Linked DNA regions of Oncorhynchus mykiss: region 1 is linked to region 2. The links are chromatin contacts, called in public Hi-C maps. All regions are on one chromosome and are shown on one strand. The core of a region is the stretch at or near the end of the contact, and the rest is flanking DNA. Distances in the headings are between cores, read along the strand shown. Region 1 holds the start of LOC110495123 (39S ribosomal protein L4, mitochondrial-like). Region 2 holds the start of LOC110493591 (nuclear pore complex protein Nup133).

Evidence for each region. Hi-C and Micro-C count contacts between places; a contact is called where the count stands out from the background.
Region 1: a Hi-C map of liver shows a contact between it and region 2, with 4 times the contacts expected there. The contact joins the promoter of LOC110495123 here to the promoter of LOC110493591 in region 2. A contact is called at or near these places in 2 of 3 Hi-C or Micro-C datasets (blood and liver).

The regions. Positions count from the first base shown.
Region 1 is chr17:28,046,405-28,050,116 of USDA_OmykA_1.1, forward strand. LOC110495123 (39S ribosomal protein L4, mitochondrial-like) reads right to left here and starts at 1,622. Exons shown (of 7, transcript XM_036949569.1): 1 at 1,408-1,622; 2 at 1,215-1,281; 3 at 820-989. It overlaps LOC118940388 (neuroblast differentiation-associated protein AHNAK-like), which reads right to left. Exons shown (of 1, transcript XM_036949568.1): 1 at 2,028-3,712. The coding sequence ends at 2,337.
Region 2 is chr17:27,869,607-27,873,393 of USDA_OmykA_1.1, forward strand. It overlaps LOC110493591 (nuclear pore complex protein Nup133), which reads left to right and starts at 1,658. Exons shown (of 26, transcript XM_021567951.2): 1 at 1,658-1,887; 2 at 1,988-2,103; 3 at 2,221-2,324; 4 at 2,563-2,667; 5 at 2,955-3,086. The coding sequence starts at 1,760. It overlaps LOC110493593 (TAF5-like RNA polymerase II p300/CBP-associated factor-associated factor 65 kDa subunit 5L), which reads right to left and starts at 1,607. Exons shown (of 5, transcript XM_021567954.2): 1 at 1,257-1,607; 2 at 596-737; 3 at 255-359; 4 at 1-75. The coding sequence starts at 734.

The sequences.
Region 1 (3,712 bases), core at 372-2,871, 180 kb after region 2:
ACAGGGCGCCAGTGGCGAATTTGCCAATCTTGGTGTTCTCTGGCAAATGCCAAACGTCGTGCACGGGTGTTGGGCTGTAAGCACAACCCCCACCTGTGAACGTCGGGCCCTCATACCACCCTCATGGAGTCTGTTTCTGACCGTTTGAGCAGACACATGCACATTTGTGGCCTGCTGGAGGTCATTTTGCAGGGCTCTGGCAGTGCTCCTCCTGCTCCTCCTTGCACAAAAGCGGAGGTAGCGGTCCTGCTGCTGGGTTGTTGCCCTCCTACGGCATCCTCCACGTCTCCTGATGTACTGGCCTGTCTCCTGGTAGCGCCTCCATGCTCTGGACACTACGCTGACAGACACAGCAAACCTTCTTGCCACATCTCGCATTGATGTGCCATCCTGAATGAGCTGCACTACCCGAGCCACTTGTGTGGGTTGTAGACTCCGTCTCATGCTACCACTAGAGTGAAAGCACCGCCAGCATTCAAAAGTGACCAAAACATCAGCCAGGAAGCATAGGAACTGAGAAGTGGTCTGTGGTCCCCAACTGCAGAACCACTCCTTTATTGGGGGTGTCTTGCTAAATGCCTATAATTTCCACCTGTTATCTATTCCATTTGCACAACAGCATGTGAAATTTATTGTCAATCAGTGTTGCTTCCTAAGTGGACAGTTTGATTTCACAGAAGTGTGATTGACTTGGAGTTACATTGTGTTGTTTAAGTGCGTCACTATTCTCACCAAACGATAACAGCGCTGAATATGTAAGTCTCTGGATAAGATCCTCTGTTAAATGTAAATACAATGACTAGACGTTGACAGTTTTACCTGGTAGGGACTGCAAAGACATCGGGGTGGAGGTCAACCAAACCTAACCGTTTACTGTCCCGCCTCTCCAACGTCTCCACCCATGTCTGTACTGGGCTCAGGTGTACAGGGATGACAGCGTCACACCTCCCCAACACAGGAAGACTGGAGTCTGATGGAGGAGGGGGCCTCTGGAAAGAGACCGCAAGTCATCAATAGCTTTCTTACATCTGACCTAGTTGGAAATTAATGCTCTGAAAATGACAGACCAACGTTGCATTCAACTATTTTTGTGTCTGGACAGGGTCTTACAGTCTACATGCATCTGTATAGAACTTGTTTCTTCAAATTTACACAATCAGTTCAATGATCCATAGTGCATGATAGAAGGCAGTGAATGAAAAGGCAGACCTTACTTGCTCTTGCATGGTCCACGAGATTGGAAGGGATGCGTAAATTTGAGGGTAGAGCGTATGAAGCCAACTAAAAAGAGGACATCTGACAATGAAATTTGATATGTGCCAACAGTAATTTCAGCCACTACATCTTTATTTATCCTCAATAAAGTGACAGCTAGCTAAGTTAGCATTAGCCTAGCTTAACGCTCACCCTTTTAGAAATGCCTGGACCACACACTGTAACTGATATACGAAACATTTCTGTAAGCCTAATTAAGCCAACCAAATACGTGCGATTTCTTCAAAACAGTCTTTAAATAGATCATATTTTGAAACAAACATGCATTTCCTAGATATTTCTGTTTCCAAATAAGAAAGGTGGTGCTGATGTGTCGTCGCATACTGATGACGTTTATATTGCGTAAAGGCAAGCGTCATAAGATTGCCACCTAGTGGTGCGGAGGTGAACATCCCTAATAGATGAAGAAATAGTATAATTGTTTTTTCTAACAAATATTTATACAAAAACAGCAGTTGAGTTAAATTCTTTTGAATTCTCAGCTTGAAATATTGAATTTGCCAAACGTTATTTCAATGTTCAAAAGTAAGGGAAATAAGCATTGCTTGCTGTTTGGTGTTTTAGGCTGGGTTTCTGTACAGCACTTTGTGACATCAGCTGACAGTAAGAAGGGCTTTATAAATACATTTTATTGATAAGGATTACTGTCCGAATTGGTCAGAATAATGAAGCCTAGGCTAATGAATTTTGAAGTTGTTTTGAATGAATCAGTTTGTTGAATTCATGTAAAGAAAGAAAAAACAAAGATTTACAAAAGTTACTAAATGTAATTTTATTACAATGTAGCAAGTGTAGAGTAAAACTACCATTCGAATAGCTTATCAGCAGAACATAACAAACCTTTCATGCATTTTTTTAATCACTTGACAAAAGAAAGCTTTACACATTCATTTTCAACATGTTCATAACAAATACCAATGAATTTACATTTAAAAAAGTACAAATAAGTGCAAATAATCTGATGCTTGTTTTATATGTCACAGACATTTTCTGCATTATGTTTCAACAGAAGATTGTGATTCAAACCAACCTAAAAATACATTTAGTCAGTTGTCTGAACGCTATATAAGCTTTGAAAGCCAGAATGTTGACCCTTTTAAGTTCTCATCTTCTGGAACTTCAAGGTCCACATTTGATGCACTGAAGTCGAGACTTCTGAGTGTATGAGATCTACGGTTTGACTCTTCCTTGTGATGATTTTTCAGGCTCCCAGTTCCGTCTGGTACATCCCCTTTGAGGTGTTTGGGAAATACAGTGACCAAATATCCTTCTTGATCTTCAGACATTTTGGGGTTTGAACCATGAGTAAAATTTGGCATGGAAGTTCCAATTTCAGACTGTTTTGGACTCCTTTTTGTTCTGCCGGTTTCACCAGCTGGGGCTTTCCTATGATGTTTATTGCCCTTGAGGTCAGTTCTACTCAAATTTAAATCTGGCTGTGAAACCTCTACTCCATACCTTGGGGGTGGGAGTTTAGGAACTGAGGCGTTAATACTGGCAGGACTTGAGTCTATATCAAGGTCTGCTATTGTATGACTACCCAATTTAGAAGTCTTGGATTTGGGCATTTTTAATTTCCCTGTGGGATCATTAAGGTCTGAACCTCTCAGTTCCAAACCAGACGCTTCATACTCAACTTTTGGCAAATCAATATCTGCAATGGGATAACTGGCCCTTCCTTTGACCTTCCTAGACTTCCTATCAGTGTGTGGCAGTGTCACTTCTGTATCTATGTCTTCTGCTTGCACTTTTATATGCGTTCCACCTGGGATATCAGATCTGCGTTTACCATGAGATGACACTTTGTATTCTGGGCTTCTGGTATCAGCTTTGGGTAAACTCAGGCTGACATCTGGGTGACTAACTTTCAAGTCGGGTGCTTTTAGATTCACTTTAACCTTTGGAGGAGAAATGTAATTTGTTTTCATAAAGTCCATATGTGTACCTGCCCTTAGATTGGGACTTCCAAACTGAGGCAATTTAAAGGATGGCAGTTTGAATTTTTCAGATTGTATAGCAATGTCACTGTCTGGCAAATTGAGATCAGCTTGGGGGCCTTTGAGATTACCAGAGGGAACATTTATGTCTAAATCTGGACTACCGATCCCTGTGTTTACTTTCGGGGCTGACAAACTCAGGTCCGGTCCATCAATGTCTCCATCTATTCCAGGATCTGGACCTTTCAAGCCAGAAAGGCCGAATTTGGGCATTTTGAGGTGGGGCATTTTGAATTTCCCAGAGGGTGAATCAATGTTCATATCTGGAGTGTCTACATCTATCTTAGGAGCTTCTAGGTCAACTGTAGGTAGGTCCAGGTGTCGTGAACCAATCCCACCTTTCATCTTTGACAATTTAAAACCTATGTCAGCACTGATGTCATGATCTGGTCTTTTTGGACTAGACAACACAAATTTAGGCATTTTGGGCATTTTAAATG
Region 2 (3,787 bases), core at 408-2,907:
GCACCATGTCCAGGTGGAGGTAAACGAAGAGTGGGTACAGGACGCAGCTCACCTCCTGGCCCCATGGCAACACCGCTTCTGGACCAGAGAAAATAAACAAAGAGTAGGGCCGCGTTCCTATGCCAACAATAACTAGCATAGCATTTACAATACATTGCTTAATACTAAGTGGTAAGCTAGTACGGACACTGGAACATAGCCCAATGTTGCATAGCAGCGTACATATCATCAGACTCTATGCAATTGTGAAGTACCTGAAAGAAAATTGCGAAGTCTGGAAAATTGGGTCTCGTACTGTTGAGGGTCAGCTTGGCAAGGGGCAGCAGAGACAATGTTTGCACACCCCGACTCTGTCTGCACTGCTCAAAGAAAGAGAGACAATTAGATTAGGTATATGTCCATGAGTAATCACCTGGTACTACTCATCCTAAACTAAAAGATAATGCTTGAGCTTCTCAATAAGTGAGATTTGCTTAATCATGTCTGCAAAAATAGTTGGCATCCTTCCCCCATTACATCTGTGATACTAGTTTAACTTGATTTGGTCATAGATCTTTGCAGAAGATACCGTCCAGCTGCCACTTCAAAGCCTCACCTGTGAGGTTGGCAGCCATCTCCTCTGCGGACTGGGACAGTTTAGTCCCCTTCAGGGAACTTTCAGTGTCCACATACTGCCTCCGCTTCAGGTACTGAGCTACAGTGTACTGGATCTGCTCCGTGCGTACCCGCTTCATAACCTCGGGAAAATATGAAATAGTATAACACCATGGGCAAAAGCAAATGTTTACCTGCATTAAGACGTTGTTTATCTGCTGTAACTTACTGCATTGCATTTCCATAAATGAGTTAACTCCATACAAACACTGCTAGAAATTAGATAGCTCTATTAATAACTTGCTGGAATTACAGACCCATGAGTAACTCACTTCAGTAGTGTTGAAGAGAAAAATGTGCTATATGGCTAGCTAGCTAACACTTTCCAACACAACAACCATTCAATAGAACTGCTAGCAAGGGTCACCATGCAAACTTGGGAGAATCATGAATGACGTGCGTACAAGTGAGCAACAAATGCACTGGTAAAATGATGCACCAAACAGCTTAAGCAAAGAGTATTGCAGTCCTGTCATTAGCAAGCTAGCCAGCAGCTAACGTTAGCTAAGCTAGCTTAGTCGATAGAAGGGCCACACGGCCCTTTCGGAACTTTAAGCCGGTTTAGCGAAAAACATCTTATCAACAACAACTTGGCCACTCACTGCATATCGTGCTGATATTCTTCGTTGTCAATTACAGCTATTGAGGAGATTATATTTATGCAATGTGATTGTTTTTTATCACAAATATCCCGTTGCCTATCGTAGCAACCCCATCACGTATGTCCCCCCTTCCATCAAATAGCAGCTTGCTCTCATCTTGCAGTCATCGATCGATTGACTTATCTTGCCTGAATGTGATGGCAAAAAAAACTATTTTGTGTTCTGTTTACTGACAACCAAAACACTACAACTAGCTACTTGCAAAAGTCAATAAATTCACAATCAGTAATAGTGTAATGCTGATTTTAATTGAAGGGGTTATTCGTAACAATTAGTGGCCAAACAAATGTATTCAATGGCACGATCTAGTGGACCAACTATGTACTGCGAATTTGATTTTGTATTTCATGACGTATATTTAATGCGCCTGAAGTTTCATATTGTGCGCGCAAAATAAGAAGAGCTGTCTGAATTAATATTGAGCATTTTGGGGCATAGCTACGATGTTTAGCCCTCGTCCCACCCGTTGTTCAGGCCGAAGGCAGTCCTCAAGGGTCACCGGTAGAAAGAGTCTCGCCGGTACACCTACAGGGCTTCTTTTTTCCCCACGTAGGACGTCGTTAGCATCGAGGTGAGTGTCCATACTCCATCATGCCATTGTCAACAGTGTCTCTTCAGGCACAGTCAATGGTGGAGTGTTTTTAAACAACTGCTGGCCCTCTCATTTCCAGATCAACTCCCACGCGTGTGCAGAGCTACTCAACTTCAGAAGCACTCCACTTCGATGTCCAGACGTTTGGCTCTTCTCTACCTGTCAAAGTCATGGAGGCTTTGACTATGGCTGATGGTGGGTCATTGACTCTTTCCTGTCATTATCTCTCTGCGAGTTATACATACTGTAGAATGCATTGTACAGGTCATCCCGATCAATGCTCTACTCTCCCACGGGTTTTGTGTCCCTCAGCTGATGACCAGATCTCTGTGAAGGTGGATGAGAGTGGCTGGGCCTGGATGGTGTGTGGAGAGCGACTGATCATCTGGAAGATCTGCCAGACTGCTGTTGCAAAGGTACAGTTCAGTGGGTCACACCGTAGCAAAGCGCTTTGAAACGGAACACAAAATGAGCCCTCCTTATTGGGCAAGTCCAGGTAGAACCCTACCACTTTGTGTCACTCCGTTTCAAAACTGGATACACAACCCTGGTTGATAATGATGAGATATGCAACACATTGATGCAGTGTGTCCTATAATAACAAAAAAAAACATGCAGTGCCAATGCGTGAACCTTCTCTGTTGTGTTTCCTAGTTGTCAGTATGTAAGGGCCTCCAGCTGCCAACTAGTGAGTTTGTCTACTATGCTGACCTCATCTCGATATCATCTCCCAGCCCTCTGGAGACTTCCACTGTTCAGGTAATCAATGACTATATCACTAATCAGGAAACTAAACTATTCAACCTCCAAAGGTGGGAACTCATCACACATGTCTGCCTAATGACTTAACTGTTAGCTGTTGAGCAGCTAGCCTGAGTGCCAGTCTCTTTCTGCTTTAGCCTACTTGTTGTTGTCTTGACAAGGCATTCCTGACTGAATAAGCTGGCACCCAGGCTAATAATCAGGAACAAATGAACTGAAATTCCAATCAACTCACCATCAGTCATGGTTGTTTGCTGTTGTGGGACTTTGTCTTGAATGCTCAGTCTATCTCTGTCATGGCGGTGGCTCCGGAGGGAACAGCCCGGTTCTGGCCCAGTTTGGCCCACGAGGGGAATTACGCTGAGACTGTGGTCGACATGGGCGAAAACCTCTGCAACTTTGTTGTGGCTGTTAGGGTAAGTTGGTATGTTGTGGATGCATTGTTCTTCAAATCACATTTATTGGTCATATACACATGGTTAGCAGATGTTAATGCGAGTGTAGCGAAATTCTTGTGCTTCTAGTTCTGACAGTGCAGTAATATCTAACAAGTAATCTAACAATTCCCCAACAACAACCTAATACACACATCTAAAGGGGTGAATGAGAATATGTACATATAAGTATATGGATGAGCGATGGCCGAGCGGCATAGGCAAGGTGCAATAGATAGTATAAAATATAGTATATTCATGTGATATGTGTAATGTAAGATATGTAAACATTATAAGTGGCATTATTTTGAGTGGCATTGTATAAAGTGACGAGTGATACATTTATTAAAGTGGCCAGTGATTGGATCTCAATGTAGGCAGCAGCCTCTCTGAGTTAGTGATTGCTGTTTAGCGGTCTGATGGCCTTGAGATAGAAGCTGTTTATCAGTCTCTCGGCCCCAGCTTCGATGCACCTGTACTGACCTCGCCTTCTGGATGATAGCGTCATGGAGGGCAGGTAGTTTTCCCACAGTGATGCGTTGTGCAGACCTCACTACCCTCTGGAGAGCCTTGCGGTTGAGGGTGGTGCAATTGCCGTACCAGGCTGTGATACAGGATGCTCTCAATTTGCATCAAAGAAGTTTGTCAGGGTTTTGGGTGACAAGCCAAATTTCTTCATTCTC